4 separate regions of the Mus musculus genome follow, and regions 1, 2 and 3 are each linked to region 4. The links are chromatin contacts, called in public ChIA-PET, Hi-C and promoter capture Hi-C maps. All regions are on one chromosome and are shown on one strand. Each heading gives the region's core, a stretch centred on a gene start, on an enhancer-like site or on the middle of the called end of the contact. The rest is flanking DNA. Distances are from core to core; before and after follow the strand shown. Region 1 has its middle 29 kb from the start of 2410004P03Rik. Region 2 overlaps Rock2 (Rho-associated coiled-coil containing protein kinase 2). Region 3 overlaps Hpcal1 (hippocalcin-like 1). Region 4 holds the start of Nol10 (nucleolar protein 10).

Region 1 (5,016 bases), core at 1,692-4,191, 310 kb after region 4:
GGCCTTTGGGTACCGAGGAGGCAAGAGAGTTTGTAGAACAATTGCTCTCTTGCACCCCCTATCATGGTGGGAACCAGTAGCTCCCTCCCTCTGCCTAACAGCCTCGGGCAGGCTGTCTTCTGCATTTCCAAACCTCTGGCTCTCTTCATCCTCACCCTGCCCTCATCCATCACTACCCTTCATTTAGCCACAGCAGGGGGTGGAGGTCTAACAGAGGTGGGGCTTTCCAAGTCGGGGTTGGGTTGTAGCTTCCTTTAACAGACATGGCAGCCCCTCTCCCCTTCTCTCTCTTTAGCACATACACAAACCATCTGCTTCTAGCGGGGCATGGGACCATCTTGGGAACAGATTTAAGAGAGTGGCTTAAGAGTATACATCACAAAGTAGTACAGCCAGTGACCTCTAGTGAGAAGCCCCTGGGTGGAGGGTAGACAGGCATCTTCCTGGCTAAAGTAAACTTGACTCACAGGGGTGTGTGTTGGGGGGGGGGGGGACTCTAGGTTAGGGAGAACCCAGCTCTGTGATGAGTGAGCTACAGGTAAACCCACCCATGCATGAGTGTTGATTTTACACAGAAGCCTAGGTGTGAACATGAACAGTGCCAACAGGTGTGTGTGTGTGTGTGTGTGTGTGTGTGTGTGTGTGTGTGTGTGTGTGTGTGTCATCCTGACCCTTCAGCACTCCAGGGCAGAAGCAAAGACACAAGAGAAGAATGACTACCAAGCCCATTCCTCATAGGCATAGGGGCGGCAGCAAATGGAAATCTACAGATGTGCTCCCCTCTCAAGACTGCAGGGCTGGAAAGCTGCTTGTGGGGCGACTGGCAGCCTTTGACATGCCTCTTCAAACTTCAGTCCTTCCAAACAAATCATGTGCAGAAAGTTGGACAAGGTCAAGAGCTCGTCACCCTCATCACAAGCATCACCATCATCACCTTCATCATCACCGTCATTAGAGCTCTTAAATGGCCCTAGCACGCACACTCACTCTAGACTGGCAGCCTTCAAACATTTTAAAACAGTGATGCATAAGGATGTTGGCCTGCATGTGTGTCTGGGTATCCCATGAGCACTTGGTACCTGCCAAGGACAGAAAAGGACATCAGAACCTCGGGCTCCTCCTAGCAGCCATAAGCAGCACACATTTTAAACTGCGTGTATGTGTGTGGGTACACATTCGCATGTGTACACTTTTGCAGAGGTGCACATGGAAGCCAGAGGGCGATGCCAGGTCATCAACAATCATTCTCCACATTATTCTTTGAGACAGGGTCTCTCACTGGTTTACTAACTGGACATGGAGCTCCCATGAGCTCCCTGTCTGCCCTGCTCCCAAGCCCTGAGGTTCTGGGCATAGTGTGTTATATCCATCTTGTATGTGGGTGGGTGGCTGCTGGGGATGGAGCCCAGGTCTTCATGCTTATTTAGCAAATATTTCGTTTCCTGAGCCATATTTTTGTTTTATTTTGTTTTGTTTTTTCTCAAGACAGGTTTGTATGTGTGTATGTGGTCCTGGAACTCATTCTGTAGACTAGACTGGCCTCAAATTCAGAGATTCACTTGCCTCTGTGTCCCAAGCACTGGGATTAAAGGCATGTGCTACCATACCTGGCTTGATGGAGCTACCTTGCCACTAATAAAGCTAATAAAAATATTAGCCAGTATCTTGGCTAATAAAGAAAGAATTAGAAGTTTGTAAAGTAATTGCCTGAGAGCCTAGAGCTGGTGGCTGGCAATGTTTGCACATAGTCTCACTGTAAAGTCAGGCTCTTCCAGCTGTCATCCTCAGTACTGTCACATTGGATTTGTGACAATATTTCACATCACCGGGCCTCACAGGGCATACCTGCAACTCAAGAGGACAAGGCAGGAGGCTCAGTCACACCTGGGAATCTGAAATCAGCCTAGGCAATGTGATAAAAAGCCCTTCTCTCCAGATTTCACTCCTGTTGCTGGTATTTAAAAGTCCATCACTGCAGTGAAGTCAACCCAACAGGAGCTTGAAGCAGCTGGTCACATTACATCCACACACAGTCAAGAGCAGAGAGAGAACCCCACAGGTACCTGCTAACTTGCTTGCATGCACACAGACAATTCATCCACTCTGACACAGTTCAGCAACCCCTGTAGGCCGAGTCTTTCTACATCAATTAGCTTAATTAAGTCATTCCCCTACAGACATACCTACAGGCCAATCCAATGTGATAATTCCTCGCTAAGACTCTCTTCCCAATGATTCTAGGTTGTGTCAAACTGACAAAAATGAACATCAGGGGCTGGAGAGATGGCTCAGTGGTTAAAGGCATGAATAGCTCTTCCGCAAGACTTAAGTTTGATCGCAGCACCCCTGTAAGGAGTTCAGTATCTTTAGTTCCAGGGGTTCAAACAACCTCTTCTGGCCTCTGCAGGTACACACATATGCATGTATGCATAAATAAGAATAAATATTAAATAAATACAAAGAAAGCTGACCTTCACACCTTCTCAAAACACAAAGCCTCCATGACCTTCCCTGCACTTTTTCTGACCCTGCCTACATCTTCATGGACAAATCTAAGTTTTACAGACATGCAGAAGAGCATCTAAAACAACAGACTACCCTGAATCACTCGACATCAATCATAGTTCCCAGGATGCGTGGACATTACATTTTATGGTGGAAAAAGTGCAGGTCTCCAAGCTGACGAATTCTATCTGACTTCTCAGCTTCTCGAGGAATTGTTCTGCTTGGCCTCAAACTAACTTTGGCAATCTGTCCTAACCTCCTGGATCCTTATTCTCTGCTCAGTCTGCTTTCCCTGTGTCTAGCTTGTTCTCTCTGCAACCTGTCTGTAAAACTGTCCTGGTAAAAAACTGCCTCCTCCCCCCCCACCACCACCCCCTGCCTGCTCTCTTTCCTGTCTGTTCTCATGGGAATTGGGTGTATCCTGTCTCTGACTCATTCCATCAAATCTTTCTCTGAGTCATCACTTTGTTTATCCCTCAATTAGAAGTCGCCTTCAAACAGGGCTTCTTCCTGCTACCAACTAACTCTACCTACATTGTTCAAGATTGCATGCCCTTGAAGGGAAAAGAACTCTCTGGGCTGGCTAATGGAGGAGAAACAGAGAAACTCAGATGTCTCCGAAGTTGGGACCAGCCAGGGGCTTTTTAACAGGAAACTTTTGAAGACTTAACATTCAGACACTTACTCCTAGAAGAAAAAAGAATTGTTATATGTTGTGCATCATAGAGCATTAGACCGTAATGCAGCCTAAGACAGAGCCACATGAAGAGAGTGATGTCCTAATATGAGCAGAACACAGAACAGGCATCTTGGTACCACCAATCTCAGAGCCAGGTGCCAGAGTCTGACTCCCACTTGGTAGACCTAAGACCCTTGTAGTTACTGCTAACAAGAACCCAAACATACCAACCCCAAGAGATGCAATGGAAAGCCAGTTTTTATGACTGAAAACATACTTGTATGTTGTGGTTTGAGTGATAGATGCTTCTCACAGGCTTATATGTTTGAACAATTGATCCACAGTTGGTGGCACTGTTTGGAGAGGTTATAGAAACTTTAGGAAGTAAAACTGTCCTGGGCTTTATAGCTTGGTCATCTAAGCATACCTTCTTCTCTCCTTTCTGTCTCTGTCTCTGTCTGTCTCTCTGTCTCTGTCTCTGTCTGCCTGTCTCTCTCTCTCTCCTCTCTCTCTCTCTCTCTCTCTCTCTCTCTCTTCTCTCTCTCTCTGTGTGTGTGTGTGTGTGTGTGTGTGTGTGTGTGTGTGTGTGTGTGCATGTGTGTGTGTGTGCGTGTGTGTGTCTCCAGGCTGAAGCCAATAGAGATGTCCACCAAAAATAACAGAACAGCTCTATGTTAAGAAGCAAGAGGTGCATTTTCAGAAGAGCTGATGGGTCTGTGAATCTAGATTTTCGGTGGCTGTCAGTTAAGATGTCACAAGTGTGGCAAGAGACTGCTGTATCTTGTTGGCTTGTGTCCACACTTACAATGAATAATGTCTTTGGACTCTTGGGTCATCTTTGCTAAACTCAAACTCTCAGATGGAAGTTGGAGCTTGTTTAAGCTCAAAGCATTTCCCCCAAGGAGTCCCAGCTCTGCTGAGTCATGTCTAGCCTGAGGATATTGTCTAAATGCAAATTTAAACTCCTTTTCTGAAGATACTCTTCATCTCTCTTAATGAAGTCGAAAATATCTTAACCTTGACTGCAGCTAGCCTACCCAGAACCCAGAACTTTGTACAGAAGAAAGTTCTCAGCAACTACAAAGAGGGGATAGAATATTAAGTGTGAATTAAGGCTATTGCTTGCTCTATGCAGCTTACATAAAGTATTCAAAGGATGGGAAGTGTTGTGTTGAAAGATCTCTATTTTTTCCTTTTGTTCTAAAGAAGTTATAGGCTTTCTGAGTTACATTTATTTATTTATTTATTTATTTATTTATTTAGTTAGTTAGTTAGTTAGTTAGTTAGTTAGTTAGTTATATGTGTGTGCAGGTGTGTGTATACCACATCACAGGGTCAGAGGTCACAGGACAACTCTACGGAGTGAGTTCTCTCCTCCCACATCTTTGTGGATCCTGGGGGTTCCATTCAGGTTACCAGTCTTGCACAAGGGTCTTTACCTGTTGAACCATCTCACTGACATTGCCTTGACTTTGTGAGAGGTTCTCACACTTGTACCTCAGGCTAGCATATAGCCAACTTGTGTAATCCAGGCTAGCCTAGAATTCATGTGATCCTCCTGGCCTTTAGCTACCCAGGGCTGGAATTACAAGTTTGAGTCACTATGTCAGGCTCCATACCTTAAAAAATGGTACCTCCCCTTGCATGATGTACCCCTGAAATGGGATCTGTAGACACAGCCGTCAGACTAATGCTGGCACCAGGTTTGTTTTATTTCTCTTGTGTTACCTCTCCAGCTCTTCTTTGGATTGTTAGAATTCCCTAGCCTTGTCCATCCTGTCTCTCATTATCGCCCCAACACAATTTCTCTTTAAACAAACTGTCCAGACAAG
Region 2 (5,620 bases), core at 2,213-4,712, 390 kb after region 4:
GCATTTTAGCTACAAGCATCGATATAACAGATATATTCAATATTTTTCTTCTTAAACAATTTATATCACAAACCATCATTTTCCAAGTTCCGCTTCTTGTCGGCTTCATGATCAGCTTTCCGCTGATACTCTGCATTTTTGTGCTGAAGAAGGGCCTTTTCTCTTTCCAGCTGTCTTAATGTTGATTCCACACTTTTCCGTAAGGTAATCTGAAATAACACCAAATATTATTATCAAAACAAAATATGCAGAGAAATCAACCAAAATATATCAGTAATCTCAAACACATAAAAGAAAAGACCTAAAAGGCCATCACTGTTTTGTTAAAATTGTAATGTTCTCCATATTTGCAAATTTATTATATTAACAGTTAAGCTTTCTGCAACTTTCTATCACTAACAAACCATCACTACTTAATCCCATGGACCTAAAATGTTACTAATATCAAACATTTTTATAAAAAGAATTACTTCTTTTTAAAGTATATCAGCCACTTTTATCATCATACAAAAGCAAGTTTTCTTTTAAATTAACTTTTAAGTTAGTATATAAAGTAAAGGTTTCATTATGGCATTTTCAGACATATATACATCATAATTTTTTTTTAAATCTTGAAATACCTACATACTAAATTAACTCAAACTGATAAAACAAGTCTAGGTAAGAGAAGTCACCTTACAGTAATTTCCATCTTGTTCATCTATGACACAGATAGGTTTTACCAATATGAACTGCATAATACTCTGAGAACCTTATATTTATGTGGGTATCTAAGATTTTACTAACAAAAATGTTAATAAAGCACAGAAATTTTTTACCTCTTCTTCTAGCTCCTTTGCTGTTTTCTCTAGGCGAGTATTAATAGATCTAAAGAATTTTAAAAAGCAACAGTAAATAAAATAATACTAATTTATAATAAAGCAGTCTACTAATTAAGGAAGTGCTTATATAATTAATCTATGCTTTTCATTTTCAGGACTGTATTTACACTTCAGTTAAAAATGCACTGCCTGACAGCATACTTGCACTTCTGTTCCAGCTCCTCCTTGGCTTGCACCTCACTGCTAAGGTGTTCTTCTAGTGCATATAATTTTTTCTGAATCTGTCAAAAAATAAGAAATTCTAAGTTTCAGTCACAATGATGAGAAGCTTCAAGAAAACAATGATATTCTTCTGCTGTCCCCACTTACTAGAGTCCTCTCTAAGAACATAGGATTTGTACTTGCTGACTGTGACTTTGACTCAGAGGGAACGCTCCCTCGCCTCCTGCTCTCCCATTCACAGCACACGTACAGAATAAACACATTTACAGGAATAAACTCTTTTGTGTTCCTTACACTACTATGAAGAAAGATTAAATGAATCTTGAGTAAATGATAGCTAATTACATTTCAAATCCTTTTCCTTAGTTTTTAATTAGGTACATTTTAAAGCAAGTTAAACTGATTTAAAAAAAACTATTAAATAATAATACATCATTTAAAATATTCCTCTTTTTAAAAAAATGTACTATTATCTTTTAAATGTATGAGTGTACCTGCATGAATTTACAAGTGTTGCCCATTAACAAGAACAAAATGCATAAGACAGTGTCTTCTAGATGTGGTGTCACATGCTGTTAAAGCACTCAGGAGGCAAAGGAAAGAGGATCTTTCTGGAAGGTCAAGGCCAGCCTGCTCTATATAATGAGTTCCAGTCCTAATAATAATAACAACAACAACAACAATAATAATAGTAACACCAACAACAATGGTAGTAGTGTGATATCCACTTCAATAACTGAAATTCAAAAGGATGAATACTCTCAGGCCAAGGCAACAATGACACCAAAGCCAAAGTTCTAAAGAGTATGCGTCTTAAATATTAAATTCATCTTAAAAACAACCAACAATTCCTCTATTGTCCCCAAACAAGTATAGGTCAAGAGCTATTGAGATGGCTCAGCCAGTAAGATGCTTACTGCACAAGCATGAGGAACTGAGTAACACACACATAAAGTCAGGGTTTGGTAATGCCCAGCCTTAGAGGTTGAGGCAGGTAGAAATCAACCTGGACTCGATGGTAAGCTCTAGGTCAGCCAAGCCTACAAAGCAAGTCATTTCCAAAACAAAATAAAACACCAACCAACCAACCAACCAACTAAAACAAAACAACAACAAAATCAAGTGTGAATCTCTAACTCCAGTGCTTGGGGTGGGGGTGGGGAGTTTGGTGGAAAATATGGCAGAGACAAGCAGATCCCTGGGGCTTGCTGGTCATCCAATCTGACTTATCTTTGAGTTCCAGGTACAATTGAGACACTTTCTGAAAGGAGGGAAGGGGAGGGGAGAAAAAACTATATATATATATATATATTTTTTTTTTAAAGAAAATACAGACTAATGAGCTTGTCAAGGTAAGTACTTTGGTTGTTTGATTGCTGTAATATTCTGAACATACTGTTACATGTCCTTGATAAATAAAGACAAAAATATTACATAACTCATATTTTAAACAACAGACTCATAAGAAAAATAATAAAAGGGTACTTGGTAGGAAAAAGGATGGGAAGTCTCTTGGGTAGGTGCAGTACTCCAAATGGGAAGCAGACTATGACTAGATTAAAACATGACTTTTTCCTCCTTTTCGGTGTATTTGATAACGTACCTCCTGACTTTCCTATTCAGAAAAAGGAAGGAAAGAAAACATTTCAATGCTTGTTATATTTTATAAAAGTCTCATATAAAAGACACATAAAAGTACTTATAAAAGACATACAATGTATACCATTCCAAAATTACCTAACAGGTTTTTCTACCTTTCATTACATGTGAAGAAATATTTACATATGATTTAGCTTTGTATGTAGTCACAAATTATTTTAATGCTTTGAGTCACTGTTCTTTATATACACTCGTAAACAGGAACTCAGAATTTTAACCTCTCCCCTAGTTATGTGCCCCATTGCTTATACTCTTTTACCACACTAAGATCATAATGTCTTCTAGCTGGAATTACAGCTAGTTTTAAATCTATCATTCCTAATAATGAATGAAGCTAAAAGCACATATTCGCATAAGGAGTATCAAGTGAGCTTTTAAAATCACTGGTATGATGGCGCTGGAAACATGGTCCAGTAGTTAAGAGCACTGGTCTACAGATGATCTAGATTCAGTTCCCAAAATCAACTTGGTGGAACCGACTACAAGTCCAGAGGCTCCAACCCTCCCTTCTGACCTCCACAACACTGCATGCACTTGATGAACAGATATTAATACAAGCAAAACACTTGTACACAAAAATAATTAAAAATCAAAATAGTGGTGTAAGTATTTGAACATGTTACTAAAGTAAATAAAACAGTAAAAAATGTATACATACTTCACTTTTCCTTGTTTGTATTGCATCATTTTCTCTACAAGGTGGAGAGTCACTTAATAACCTGGAAGGACAGAAGGAGAGATTCTTTTCATTACACTTTAATCCATTTAATCACATTAATCAAGCTACTTTCAGACCATGAGCATTCTAAGTGAAGCACTAATTCTGCTCTCTGCCTCTCCAAAGAAACCAGTCTTAACTATGTTAGGACTAGACTCACAACACAGACCTCTTCATCCCACTTGAGCTTCTATAATGACTATATTCTATAATTTCTTTTAGAAAGGAACAGCTCTTCTTCTTTTTGCAAAGATAACATATGAGTTTGGTATCATAATTTAAATAACTCAGTAATCTTTCCCCCCCCGAGACAGGGTTTGTGTAGGCCTGGCTTTCCTGGAACTTGCTCTGTAGACCAGGCTGGCCTCAAAGTAACAGATATTCATCCTGCCTCTGCCTCCCGAGTGCTGGGTTAAAGGCGTGTGCTGCCACCACCCAGTGAAACTTTACATTTTTTTACACTCAAGTTATTGTGTGTGTTCATGTACACAAACACCAGGAGATACATGTAGACATCAGAGGACAATCTGTGGGAGTCGGTCTTCTCTTTTCACCATGTGAGTCATCAGGCTTGGCAGCAAAGCCCCTATCTACTAAGCCATCTTCTTAGCCCCTAAGTCATCTTTTTGATATAACTGTCAATTTCTCTTTCAGTTTTGTCCTTCCCACCATCTATAAACATGGATAAGTTTCCTTTATCCCTGACACTTTTTAAAAAAAACACATACTGTTTAATTGATGCCTAAATGTTAGTCTGTGCACCACATGCATGCTTGCTGTCCATGGAGGCCAGAAGAGTGCTTCGGATCTCCTGGAACTGGAATTACAGATGGTGGTGAGCTGTCATGTGGGTGCTGGAAATCAAACCTGGGTCCCCCAGAAGAGCAGCCAGGGCTCTTAAACACTGAGACATCTCTCCAGTCCAATACCCTTATTTTATTCAGAACTCAAAATAGGTTTAGAATATTATAATTTAAGGAAGGTGACTAATCCAACTTCACTTGCCTAAGATTTTCCTGGTTTTGTTATCTCATCCTAGGAAACACCTAAACCTGGAGAGATTGGGACAGCTGGTCACTCTCATCATGATATGTGAGTGTACCAAGAAGTTTCTCAAACACTTATAACATTTGATTCCAATATTTAACAGTTTTCAGTGGCTTCTCCTTGCTTACCAGTCAAAACTCCCTCAGAAGAACATCCACTGTGATAATCTGTTTAAAGGCAAATCACATTCTACCTTTCTTTATAATTCTGTGATTCTCTTATATTCTTCATGAGATAATAAACTCCATCAAAGTCAAGTATTTGTTCTTACTGCATATCTTCAAAAGAATATAGGACAGTGCCTTTCAATCATTTGTAAATGAATAAAATGTAACATTCAAACTTCAAATGATGAAATAAAATTAAAAGGAGTCCGTTAAGAAAAAACTTGACAGCTAGGCTATGCTGTAACAATAAAATTTAACAAATAAATCACATACAAATTTTCTCTAAAGTAGGTAAATCCTATAAAAGGCAGCTGATTTCCCACAAAAGCTTTAGGAATCGGGAAGGTCTCTACATCGCCTTTGTCATCCTCAATGTCGTCAAAGTTGCTGCTGTCTATGTCACTGCTGAGCTCAGGTACCACTGGAGCTGCCGCTGTGAGGAAAAAAAATATGATTTCACTCACAGCCAAAATAAACTAATTTTCATGAGATAGTATGATATTTTATACAAAAACCTAGCAACGCATCTTCTATTTGACATGTCATAGATTTAAAACTTCATAAATAATTTATTACCATATTAGAACAGCTTTAAATATGGATTAATATAGCAAGCAAGGAAAGTCTATTAAATTCTTCTAGAGGCGAAAACTTACACATAGCAGTAACATACACATTGTAGAGGATCTTAGTTTTCTACATTTCTTAAGCAGGAATATTTCTTACTCTTAAAATGAGTCAACGTCATATACATAAAGTAAATAACTATGTTCTATCACAATATGGTCTCAATAAATAATATTAATTTATCAACTTAAGTACTCAAGTTAAAGGATCATATTCTATTGCCGAGATCAACAAAACTGCCAAATAAGAGATGAATAATGTTTATTACAAAAAGAGTTGGGAAATGTTGCTGTTAAAAGGAACACTAGTTTACTAGAACAATGAGGATCAATTTACTTACAAATTTTGCCACAGGAAAA
Region 3 (5,880 bases), core at 2,635-5,134, 370 kb before region 4:
TGTTGCTATGATGTCCCTAAAGTTTGCCATAGCAGCCATGTAAGGCAAGTAGGAAGAATGGTTCATTAAAGATGAGAATCACAAAGATGAGCCTACATAGGAAAGTGCAGGCTATATTATTCCTGCCTCAGTTTCTCTGCTGGCCCTGAAACCAGAGACTTGAAGTTCCACAGGGTCCTGGCAGGGAACATGAATTAACTCATTGGGTCAGCATTTAGACAGAAACCATTCCAATGGGTCTACTTTTGTCTACTCAGGACATCTCAGATAAGTGGGGTGACACATTAGGGTCCTATAGGACAGCCATGACTAATGTTTTTAAAAAGCCACTCTTCAAAATAAACAACCCCTCTCCTCAGTTGTGTGGACTAACAGGATTTATCACACTCCCTGACTTTTGCTAAAAATAGTAAATCTGTTCCCAGAGCCCAATGATGGTCAGCAATACCTTAATATAGATTAAGCCGCTCAGCTGCAAGCCACTGGTCCTCAGAGGGCAGACCCCAAGGTGCCATGAGGACACAGCCAGGGCCTTCGTGAGGACCTGCCTGCACTTGGTCCTTTTGGGAGACCCTGAAATCATAGCCTCTTTAGGCCAGATGGAGAAGGAGGCGAGGTCAGAGCCTTGCTCTAACGCCAGCCACAGGGTTATCCTCTGAGGGACAGACATGTGCCTCCAAGCTTCCTGGCAGGCTCAGGCTTTCCACAGGCACTGCTTCTTCATGAGTTGTCTTCCACATGTCGTCTGACTTTCTTCAGGGCAAGTCATCCCAGAGAGAATGAGAGGAGCTGGTGCTAGACCTCAACAGAGAGGCCTTGCCCAGCCTGGGTTCCACCCAAGGGTTGCAAGGAAATGAAATAAAAAAAAAAAAGTAAAGACCCAGCATAGCAGCTCCAGCCTTAGACCCTGGTGTCAGTGATGCCCCATTATCCTCTGTATTTTATTATTAAGGGTGAGGAATACACAAGGATTGCAGACATAGAGATGCAAAAGGAGGCAGCCTCCTTCGTGCTTGAGAATCAGATGTTCATCACAGCCACAGAAGAGACCCAGCTGCATATGACACAAGGAGAAGGGGAAATAATGCTTACAAAGCAGCATGTACCACCACCCCACAACCCTGCGACCCCATGACCACATGACCACACCCTATCACCCCCCACCCTACCCCATGACCCCACCTCCCTACTGCCCCCCAACCCCCCAGAACCCTCGATCACAGTGTCAACACTTACAAGACATAGAAACATCACTGAGTGCACCTTTCAGGAAAAAGACAAACACAATTATATCTAACACATAGACACAATGTTTCCCTTCAGGTTCTACATGTGTAGCAAGGAGACAAAACCCCATGTGTGAGCCTCTGACCTCCCTGGGCACAGGGCTTGCTGAGGAAGGAGAGTGAGCCAGGGAGCCTGCTCTGCTGGACAGTACTGGTCTCCACGGTACACTAAACAAGAATAAACCGAGGAGGAGGCACTGGTTTTGGCTGAAGCACACGCGCACATGTTTATATAATGTTCAGGTGCCCATGGAGGCTGGGTGACAGTGAGACGGTTTTATTCCTTTACAGCTGGGAGCAGCTTGAGGACACGAGTCCTATGTGCTCTGCTTCCAGAGAGCAGAACTCCTTAAATGGACAGACACAAATGGAGAGAGACACCTCGGCATGCTAATAGGGTCGAACAGGGCAATGATGAGAATTTGTAAAAACCGCATTTGTGTGTGTATTGATGTATATGTGTGTGTATGGGTACACACACCAAAGCACATGTGTGGAAGCCAGAGGACAACGTGAGGGAGTTAGTTCTTTCTTTATACCATGTGCTGTTCAGGGACCAAACTCAGGTTGTCGTACTCACAGGGAAGTGTCTTTATCTGCAGAGCCATCTTGCTGGCCATGGAGAAGGAGGGCCCTTTCGGGGGGTGGGGGTGGGGGGCTTTGCTTTCCTGTATTTTCTAGTCTTACCAAAATATGCAAGTTTGTGTGTAAAAACGGAATTAAATTTTTTTCTTCAAAAATCAAAACCAAGACCATGGTGGTGGTGAATTCTAGACCTAGGGGAGAAGAGGCAGGCAGATCTCTATAAGTTTAAGGCTAGCCTAGTCTATCTACATAGTAAGTTCCAGGCTGGCCAGAGTTATACAGTAAGACACTGTGTCAAAAAAATAAAAATGAAATAAAATCAAAACCAAAATGGCCAAGGTTGACCACCAGAACATATGGGCTTCAAGAGTGTGTGCTAAGAAATTCTCAACAGGAAAGCTGGGGCAGAGGTGAGAACAGGGCCTTGAGCACAGAAGCCACTGAACACAGGAAGCTCCCATTCTGGGTATATGGCCATGTGATGAACAGGAAGTCCCTGACCTGGATGTGTGGGCACAGGAGAAGCCATGTCCCAGTGCTGGCTCCCTTGACCTGAAACAGGCTAACTACCCCTCCCTAGAAAGCTCTTAGGAACCGGGGTGAGAGAGACACAAACCTCTGTCTCTGAGCTCAGGTACTGGCCAACCCTCTAGACTGATGATTTTCTTCACAGAGGAATCAGTCAATTTTAAAATGAGAAAATTCAGTCTACTATTCACAGTGCTCAGAAGGCTGAAGGAAGACCACGGACAGAGGCTAAGAGCAGGCTGGGCCTCTTACAACAGAGCTCAGGCAAGGACTAGCCCAAATAGTCCCCACATCCTGTGACCCTACAAACTCCCTCACAGCCCCTGGCTGAGATGCCTTCCTTGGCCACACCAGGCTTCTCTAAGCCATCATTGGCTGGGCCATAACCTGCCCCACTCCACCCACTCTGGCCTGCTAGCCTAGGGCTAGCAAGAACCTGCTGAATTAGTTGAACAACTCGACTCCACTCTATCTGATGACCTACCATTCACATTCACTCAAGTTCCTCACCCCTAACCTCCAGGGGTAGAGGGCTTGACTTGGTTATCTTCCATCTAAAGACCGACACAGGGAGAGACAGAGAGAGACAAGACACACAGGCACACACACACAACCACAGTCTGTCTCTGTTTCCCTCTCTCCCCTTTTCTTTGTCTCTCATTCCCTCGCTCTCTTTCCCTAGCCCATATCTTTGTATTGGAAGTTACACTAATCTCTCTCTCTCTTTCTCTCACACACACACACACACACATATACACACACACACACACACACAATGGAGATGACTCCTACCTACTGCAGTTGTCTCTTTTGAGGTGTAAACAAGTATCAGACCATTTTTCCTTTAGACAAAAACCTGGTGTCTTCAGGGTTTCTACTGCTGTGAAGAGACACCATGACTACAGCAACTCTTATAAAGGAGAGCATTTAATTGGGGCTTGCTTACAGTTTCAGACATTTAGTCCATTGCCACCATGGTGGGAAGGATGGCAGGCAGTGTGCAGGCAGACATAGTGCTAGAGAGGTAGCTGAGAGTTTTACATATTGATCTGCAGGTAGCAGGAAGTGACGATGACACTCTGGGCCCGGCTTAAGCATCTGAGACCTCAAAGCCCATCCCCAGTGACATACTTCCTTTAACAAGGCCACACCTCCTAAGAGTGCCACTCCCTATGAACCTATAGGGACCATTTTCTTTTAAATCATAACACTCAGGAGTTCCAGGGCCACAGCCTTACCCTTATCTCCCACCCCCTTTAGGGGGAAGCTTAGTGAAAAAAAGTTGGGGGGCCCAACATGGTCTTGCTGAGAAATACTGAGGGTGGGCATGGGGTGGCAGCTAGAGTTGAGAGAGGCCCCAAGAACATAAGACACCTCTTGGGGAGACACTGGCTGAGGACACTTAAATGGAAGGGAAGACAGTGGAGGCTCTGCCCCAACTCACTGTCATCTCCAAGAGTCACTTCCCCTCTGGGAACCACTGTGTCATCTTCTTCTGTCAAGGCAGGAAGGGTGGGGTTTGATAAGCAGGTCCAGCATTGAGTTCACAGAATGTCACTTCTGCTTCAGCATCTGTGGCTGAGGAACCCCGCGCCTGTTCTTAGAGTAGGACACAGTCCTTTGTACTGACACATGTAGGGCAAGGTAAAGGCCCCTTAAGTCTCTGCTGAATCCAGCCTTTTCCAGACCTGTACTGTTGGGGATGCTCCTTGTTTCGCATCAGACTCAGTCTCCCTCAGGCCTGTGGGAAGGATGGAGGCATCACAGGCTTCTTATTGGTGTCCTTCCTGATGCCAGGGAACAGGGCAGCATCTTGCTCCCAGCATCTGCTACTTCCATGTAGCTTGAGAGTGGATTCATGTGTTATTCTACCCCAAAGCCATGTCTGACTCCTCTTAGTGTGGCCCTTATCCACAGGGCTGAAGTGAGGAGTCAGTCCAAGGCCTAGCCAGAGCCCCAAAGCAGTAATGTGGCTCTTACCTGGCCCTCTACAGAGTTTCTGTTCTGGTAATTGTCGGGAGGCCAGCGCCAGGGACATCTCCCTGTCACAGGCCCTGGTCCCTCCCACATACCAGGTTCTTTGCTTGTCGATCATATCTCGAATGGCTCTCAAGGTTGTCACAGACCCAAGGCCACCCAACATGACCTAGGAATTCTTGAGCACATCCAAAATTATAAAGAATGGGTGCAGGTTTCAAGAACAATGGGTTAGACATGGAAGGGTCTAGAGGCTGTCCTGCTTAGTGTTCTCCACACTAAAGCTAAAGGTTTGTTTGTTTTGAACGAGACAGGGGCTCCTATAGCTCAGGTTAGCCTTGAACTCTCTACACGGCCAGGGATGACCTTGAACTTCTGATCAGCATGCCTCGACCTTTAATGCTGGGCTTTAACTACAGACACGCTCCAGCACAACTAGGTTTATATGATACTGAAGATCACCTGCAGGGCTTCATGCATGCCAGGCAAGCCTTCTAGCAGCTGAGTTCCATCCCCAGTCTGGGCTAAGGCCTGTATAATTAAACCTTCCTAAAATGTTAATAAAACACACACTGAGGTTCACAGCATGGACAGAGCCAATGAGCCCACTCAAATGAGCTGGTCCTCTGCAGCTCATCTGGGGTTGAGCATCAGTGTGATAATCCCACCCATGGCCACATTTCCAGGTCCATAGAAGACTACAAAGAATTTGTTAGGAGGAGGTAGGGAGCTGAGGGATGCCCTGAAGTCCTAAGAGGCAAATGAACCACCCTGAACAGAGGCAAAGCATCCAGGCTGATACACACATGGGAAGTCTCCAGGAACCCAAGTCCAGCACAGGGATACCAGCCAGTCTCAGAGTAGTGACTGGACTTTGCAGACAACTCTCCAAAGAGCGTTCTGAGGACTGTGTGCCACACGCAGGGCTGGAGAACAGCACTGGAGGCGACAGGAGGAAAAAGGGATATCCCTTGTCCCAAGAGAATAAAATAAGCTGTGACAGCAAGGGACAGGGAAGAGGGAAGTTTCCAGAAGCTGCTGATATGATACTCTGCAGGTGGTGAGATGAGAGGCTACACTTAACATACAAACTGCTCAGCCATGGGCAGCCAGTGGCTGGCCAAGCCAGGCATGGGCTGGGGACTCTGCATTTCCACAGAGACAGGCAGTTCTGTGTTTGGAGAACAGTGGCTTAGCCGGCATTAGTGGTGGGCAGGAAGCTAATTCCTAGAGAGAACAAGACAGGTATCCAAAAGAAGCCCAAGAAGAATTCCCTTCCTCAGGGTTAATGTTGGCTGATGCTTATTTAGGCAAACTATCACTTCCATGTGTAACAGGCTAAACTGAGCTCCCACACGTCAAGGTAATTTGCATAATTAGGTCTCCCAAACCACTTCATTGCCCGGGTGACCTACCATCTTGAATGGAGAACGTTTGGGTAGGAAAGTAACCCAAATCTTGCTATGGTGTTGAGAGCTCTCCAGGGAATGAGAGCCAGTAAAAT
Region 4 (5,679 bases), core at 50-2,549:
TGTCGCCCAGGCTGAACACAAGCTCACAAATGTCCTGTCTCAGCGCCCTAAGCACTGGGATTATAAACGTGTCTCTTTGCCAGCCAAATGTATTTCTTACAAAGAATAGAAACAGACCTATGACTGGCCTAATAGACGACCCTGGATAAGAAGTGGTTTTTACCAGCACATTCACTGGAAGCTGATTTTCTTCTACAGGCAACAGTTGAATGAACAGCAACCAAAGCACTAGTCAGTTATCGTGACACTGAGTGGCTGGGTCTCTACCGGGACAATTTTGCTTCCCAGATGGCTTATGGCAAGTCTTTACATTTTAGTCTGTCATCACAATTGGATCTTGTAGGTATGGACCAGGGATGCTGGCAAACAACACTAGCAACAAGACTTGTCCAGCTTAAAACGTCAATAAATTTGAGGTTAAATGCCCCCAATAGAAAAAAAAATCCTTTCTAAAAGGGAAAAGTCAATGTACTATTCTTACTAGTTATGGCAAAATAATCTCTAAACATGTGAACTCACCTCCCTAGACCCTAAGTATACACCAAGGCAGTCTGCATTTGGAACAGGATGAGACTTTAAACAGACTAAGGGTGAGCCACAGTCCTCCTCTCTGCAGTCTGTGACTGTATTGCTCTGACTGTTTTCAGGCAATAAGGTTTTTAATTAAAGCACGTGAGAGTAGTTTCTAAACAGTTAGCACGTTCTTACACGTGAACCCAATGCAGGCAAAACAACGGTCTTGTCTTAGGGTTTTTATAGTGTGATAAAATACCATGACCAAACGCATCTTGGGGAGAAAAGAGTTTATTTCAGCCACACTTCTACATCACGGTCCATCACTGAAGAAACTCAAACAGGGCAAGAACCTGGAGGCAGGTGTTTATGCAAAAGCCATGGAGCAGTACTGTTTACTGGCTTGCTGGGCCTGCTTTCTTATAGAACCCAGAGCCATAGCCCAGGAACGGCACCACCAAGGGCTGAGCTCTTCCCCATCAATCATTAAGAAAGTGTCCTACAGCTAGATCTTATGGGGGCATTTTCTCAATTGAGATTCCCTCCTTCCAGTTAACTCTAGCTTGTGTCAAGTTGACATAAAACCAGCCACCACGGTCAGCCGATGGTAAGTTAGAGATACACGCTCCCAGGGCGATGGCGAGGGGGCGAGAACTCACCTCGGGAAGAGACTTGCCGCAGCTGAGGCTGTAAATCTTCACTTCGTTGAGGCTGGAGACCTGCATCGCAGCGCGGAGCAGCCGGAGCCCGGCACGCAGTCACAGAACGCCGGCCCACCCGAATACCCTAGCATCCAAACCCGAGGCGAACCGGCACAACGTGCGGGAACTGGCGCGAGCTGATGACGCACTTCCTGGCTCCGGAAGTGCGCGCTCACTAGGCTGCCCCAGGGCGGAGGCACTAGAGGCGGCAAGAGCGGGTCCGGGGAGATGTGCTCTGGGGTTGGAAAAAGCGAAAATGAAAAGAAAAATCGTACGAGAAAGCATGAGATGGGGAAGTGAGTTTGAACCTGATATCGTTTGAGACTAGAATGTGACAGTTATAACCACTTACCATTTTTAGGAAGTTCTGTTGTCCACATCAGAGGCCTTGGGATGACTTTCTAACAGCAGAGGACCCTCGCCAGTCTTTCTCTATATCCTCTTCCAAACACATTATGAAAAGACGAGTCTGGGAAAGAGAGAATGGTTAAGTAATGCTTTCTCCAAAGTCATGTGAAACCACTATCAAACCCTGGCTCCAGTCGACTCTTTGATAGGCACTTACGCTCTCATAGTCAGGGTCCACTCAAGCCCTCTCGGCAACTACGGTCGGGTGCTTTCATCTTCATTTGCCCCTGGGCCATGGCTCACTAGTTCCTGCTGGCTTTGCAAAGGCTTGTACTCTGGTGGAAGCCTTTTCTTTCTGAGCAGAGCGATCTGCTACAGAACTTTTCTGTGCTGTTTCTCTATCAAGTAGTGTTGGCACAGTCCCCGGACTCCCAGGTCTTAAGATGGTGCCATGTAGACACCACTCAGACCACCTTGTGCTGAGTTGCAGGTCCCTGTCAGCCCCTTAAAGTTCAAACAGCTGCTTCACTCCTTTCTGGGACGACTGATCTTTCCTCTGGGATCACCCATAGATGTGCTCAAGAATTTTTGACTTAGGTGATTGAAACAGTACCTTCTTGTGCTCGTATTCCAAATTAGACTGAGGAATTGCCAATTCCCAAGCGAGGCACAGTGACCCCCACCTAAAATTCTAGTGTCTAAAAGACTGAGACTGGAGAATTACCAAGGCCTGGATTACAGTCTCAACAAAAATAAATAAATAAATAAATGTATAAAGAGGTTAGAATCCCAAAACTTAGCGTGTAATATCTCAACTCAATCAAAAGTTATTTTGTGTCTTCAAAACTAGAAAATTCTCTGGCCTCCAGACCTTAGTTGTGATCTATTTATCACCACAATTGCCTGCCAGCACCATGACTGCCTACTTCTAAAACCAGCTTCCTTAATTCACTGTTCCACCATGCACTTTTTATTAGCTCAATGCTGTCTTCATAGTCACCTTGGCTAAATCTGTAGAGTAGCCCGTTTCTGCCTCTGGTTCCCATATTGAAGATCTAAACCTTGGCATCTCTGTAGTATTAAAAAAGGGAAGAATGAAAAAGGCTGGGCATGGTGGTGTGTGCATCCAGTCTCAGCACTTCAGAGAAGGCAAAAGGATGAGGTGTTGAAGATAATACCTATATAGTGAATTCAAGGCCACCCTGGGCAGAAGGCTCAGTAGGTAAAGGTGCTTGCCACCATGCTTGATGACCTGAGTCCTTGGAACCCACATGACAGAAGTAGAGAACAGACTTCTGCCAATTATTCTCCAGCCTCCATATACCCTCAGTGGCATGTTCATGTCCATAGACAAATAAATAAATACATAAACATTTTAAAAGAAAAATCAAAGCAAGAACATTGGACAGTTTGTTGATGTGTTCTGTTTCTAATGTGGTTAAAGATCCTAGGCCATTTTGTTTCAGCTCAGTACTGTCTCCTGTAGCACCTAGATGTTTGAGCATTTGGTGTCATATCTGAAGGTTTGCTGTGCTGGACTTCAGAATACCTCCCATGCCCTTATACCCAAGTTCTACCTGTTTACCAAGACTCACCTGTTAAATATATTGCTCATTTTTCTGTTCTGTATGAATGTCATTAATAACAGATTTGGGTTTTTTTCTCTGACTGGTTTGCAATTATTTAAAATATCCTGCAACTTTGATAGTATTGAACTAAATGTAAGGCTGTTGTTTCTAAAGTTGGCTTTTTTCTATGGGGACTATAGTTCCCTTAAGATGGCAGTCCATTTGAAGTTAATAGGACTCATTTTACTTTGTTTTTATTATTTTAAAGTGTGTGTGTGAGTGTGTATTTGCACAGAAGTGCAGGTACCTACATCTAAAGACATTGGATCCCATGGAGCTGAAGTTACAGGTGGTTGTCAGGGTGCTGGGGACCAAAGTTGAGTCCTCTGGAAGAGCAGTAAATGCTCTTAACCATTGAGCCATTTCTCCCAACTCCAAAAATTGTCCTTTTTAAAGAACCTACAAGTCTTTATTCATCCTAGGATGGGTCTACTTTTATGTATTTGTCACTAAATATTAAATAATATATTAGAGCCTCTATATGTTGCCCAGCCTCACTAGGCAGCTAGGGACCTCAGCATCCTTGGATTATTGGGTACTTTGAAGCAAACCTATGATTAGCATCAAGGATTGTAGTTCTCTGAGCACCTCCCTCATCCTCAGTCAGTGACATCGGTATGGCCCCTGCCTGAGCCAATACAGGTGTGTAGGACCCTCGCAGTAAATACTTGTTGATAGATGAAACCATTGGTCACTCTGGCTGCTGTAACAAAACACCTCAGACTGGGTAGCTTATAAACAACAGAAAATTCTCAGAATTCTGAAGGCAAGTAAGTCAAAGTTCAGGGTACCCTCAGCTCTGGTCAGGACTGACTTCCTTCATGGGCATTTTCTCACTACTAAGAAAGACACATGGTAGAAAAGACCTTGAGCTTCCTAAAACCTACTTTATAAGAACTCCAGTTACAGCCTAGCAGTGTTGGCACACGCCTTTAATTCTAGCATTTGGGAGGCAGTGGCAGTCGGGTCTCTATGAGTTTGAGGCCAGCCTGGTCTACATAGCGAGTTCCAGGACAGCCAGGGCTACTCAGAGAAACCCTGTCTTAAAAACAAACAAAACAACAACAAACCCACAAAACATATTTATAAGAACTCCACCCTTAACCCTATCATCCCCCACTATAGTTTGAATATGAACTGTTATACTCCCTAAAATTGTTCATGTGTTGAACACTGATCCCCAGCTGATGATAATATTGAGAAGTGATTGGATTATAACAGCTCCAACTTGATCAACAGATACCTGAATAGGCTCTTAAGAGTTGGGGCCTGGGCTCAACAAGTAATAGCCCTTGTACCCAACCTGGTGATCTAATATTGATTCCCAGCACCCATATAGTGAAGGAGAGAGATAACTCTGGCAAGTTGTTCTGTGGCCTCCAAACACATGTGCACCCACCCCCATGCAAAGTAAATAATGTAAAGAATTTTTTAAAATTTTAAGTAGGGGCCAGCTTGGAGGAGTAGTTCACTGGGGGCATGCCTATGGAAGCTCTCTCCCCCTCTTTTTCCTCTTTCTCTACCTTCTTTTTCTCCTGTTTTTTTTTTTAATCTCACTCTTCCTGACAGCTTGAGGCACATATCCCCTCCTGGGCTACATGTTCCTGCCACCATGGAGCCTCGAAGCCATGGGACCCACACCTCTGAGAATGAGAACCAGTGTAAACCTGTCCTCTTTTCAAGTTGCTTTCTTAGGTGTTTAGTCACAGCTTCAGAAAGCTGACTGGCAACCACCCCACTCCCCAGACCCCTTCCTCTAATACCATTCCCCTTCCTCTAACCATCCCCTTGAGGATTTCAACATCCAAATCTGAGGGAAGAGATGCATACAGAACATAGCACTCTTTGCTAGGAATTTAGTTCAGTGGGTCAGTACTTGCCTGCAAGCTCAAGGCTGTGGGTGTGATCCCAGCACACACAAATAGAAAGAAGGGGGAGAAGTTATCCTGACCCAAAGGCCTTCAGCGTTTCATACGCTTTAGCCCTTGTTGATACCACATAGCTCCACAAAGATGGTTTTTATTTCAAACACATCCACTTGTCTCTCCAACAGGAACAGCACAATTGATAGTCAGCAACTGCACAGAAGAGAACACAGGCTTTGCTTCAACATGAGCAAAGTCTCTGCGCATCCAACCCCAAAGGTCTGACCTGCCTTGCCCAGCCGACAGCCGCTGAGGGAGTAGCTGGACTCAGCTGAGGGAGTAGCTGGACTCAGCTGAGGGAGTAGCTGGACTCAGCTGAGGGAGTAGCTGGACTCAGCTGAGGGAGTAGCTGGACTCAGAGAGTGCTGCTCCAGTGCTGCTCCAGTGCTTTTAGCATCTTGTCTAACAAGGCACCCAGTCTCCCCCGTGGGGGGGGGGGGCGGGGGGCAGTGAACTTTGATGAGGGGCTGTGGAACACAGACTTCTGAACTAGACTGTTTGGGCTTCACTGCTAGCTCTAACATGTGCTGCTGCATAGTGAGAGTTAGCCCCCTGCCTCTGGTT

What was found. Promoter capture Hi-C pulls out the DNA fragments that hold promoters and counts their contacts. A called contact is a pair of places that touch in the nucleus more often than the background predicts. ChIA-PET counts read pairs in DNA pulled down with a chosen protein or histone mark.
Region 1: a contact with region 4 is called in a Hi-C map of embryonic fibroblasts, with 4 times the contacts expected there. The contact joins the enhancer-like site here to the promoter of Nol10 in region 4. A contact is called at or near these places in 20 of 39 promoter capture datasets (the 3T3-L1 cell line, 3T3-L1-derived adipocytes, the C10 cell line and 11 more), 1 of 15 datasets of contacts at CTCF or cohesin (pro-B cells), 26 of 484 Hi-C or Micro-C datasets (3T3-L1-derived adipocytes, B cells, the Ba/F3 cell line and 18 more), 3 of 115 datasets of contacts at active chromatin or transcription factors (the HPC-7 cell line, astrocytes and large pre-B cells) and 1 of 9 other capture datasets (embryonic stem cells).
Region 2: a contact with region 4 is called in a promoter capture Hi-C map of cranial neural crest. The contact joins the enhancer-like site here to the promoter of Nol10 in region 4. A contact is called at or near these places in 12 of 39 promoter capture datasets (the 3T3-L1 cell line, the C10 cell line, the HPC-7 cell line and 7 more).
Region 3: an RNA polymerase II ChIA-PET map of effector CD8 T cells shows a contact between it and region 4, with 9 read pairs. The contact joins the enhancer-like site here to the promoter of Nol10 in region 4. A contact is called at or near these places in 7 of 39 promoter capture datasets (the 3T3-L1 cell line, the HPC-7 cell line, cranial neural crest and 3 more), 2 of 115 datasets of contacts at active chromatin or transcription factors (effector CD8 T cells and memory CD8 T cells) and 1 of 9 other capture datasets (liver).

Annotation. Positions count from the first base shown.
Region 1 is chr12:17,038,671-17,043,686 of GRCm38.p6, reverse strand. No RefSeq gene overlaps it. Among named protein-coding and RNA genes, the nearest start is that of 2410004P03Rik, 29 kb to the right of the region's middle. Within about 2 kb of position 2,941, at least 34 of the 459 cell types and tissues checked have an H3K27ac peak or open chromatin away from gene starts, as enhancers often do. A contact at or near this core is called in the C2C12 cell line, the HL-1 cell line, embryonic fibroblasts and 2 more, where this site is marked.
Region 2 is chr12:16,952,708-16,958,327 of GRCm38.p6, reverse strand. Rock2 (Rho-associated coiled-coil containing protein kinase 2) reads right to left here. Exons shown (of 33, transcript NM_009072.2): 9 at 4,908-5,067; 10 at 3,361-3,421; 11 at 2,647-2,658; 12 at 1,023-1,102; 13 at 819-867; 14 at 74-209. Among named protein-coding and RNA genes, the nearest start is that of Gm22303, 16 kb to the right of the region's middle. Within about 2 kb of position 3,462, at least 10 of the 459 cell types and tissues checked have an H3K27ac peak or open chromatin away from gene starts, as enhancers often do.
Region 3 is chr12:17,713,920-17,719,799 of GRCm38.p6, reverse strand. All of the region lies in intron 1 of Hpcal1 (hippocalcin-like 1), which reads right to left. It overlaps Gm40842 (a long non-coding RNA gene), which reads right to left. Exons shown (of 3, transcript XR_001780564.2): 2 at 1,237-5,880; 3 at 1-1,054. Among named protein-coding and RNA genes, the nearest start is that of Gm40842, 5.5 kb to the right of the region's middle. Within about 2 kb of position 3,884, at least 88 of the 459 cell types and tissues checked have an H3K27ac peak or open chromatin away from gene starts, as enhancers often do. A contact at or near this core is called in the HPC-7 cell line, effector CD8 T cells, hematopoietic stem and progenitor cells and 1 more, where this site is marked.
Region 4 is chr12:17,344,113-17,349,791 of GRCm38.p6, reverse strand. It overlaps Nol10 (nucleolar protein 10), which reads right to left and starts at 1,299. Exons shown (of 21, transcript NM_001008421.1): 1 at 1,173-1,299. The coding sequence starts at 1,238. Gm46336 (a long non-coding RNA gene) reads left to right here and starts at 1,390. Exons shown (of 2, transcript XR_001780553.2): 1 at 1,390-1,510; 2 at 5,244-5,679.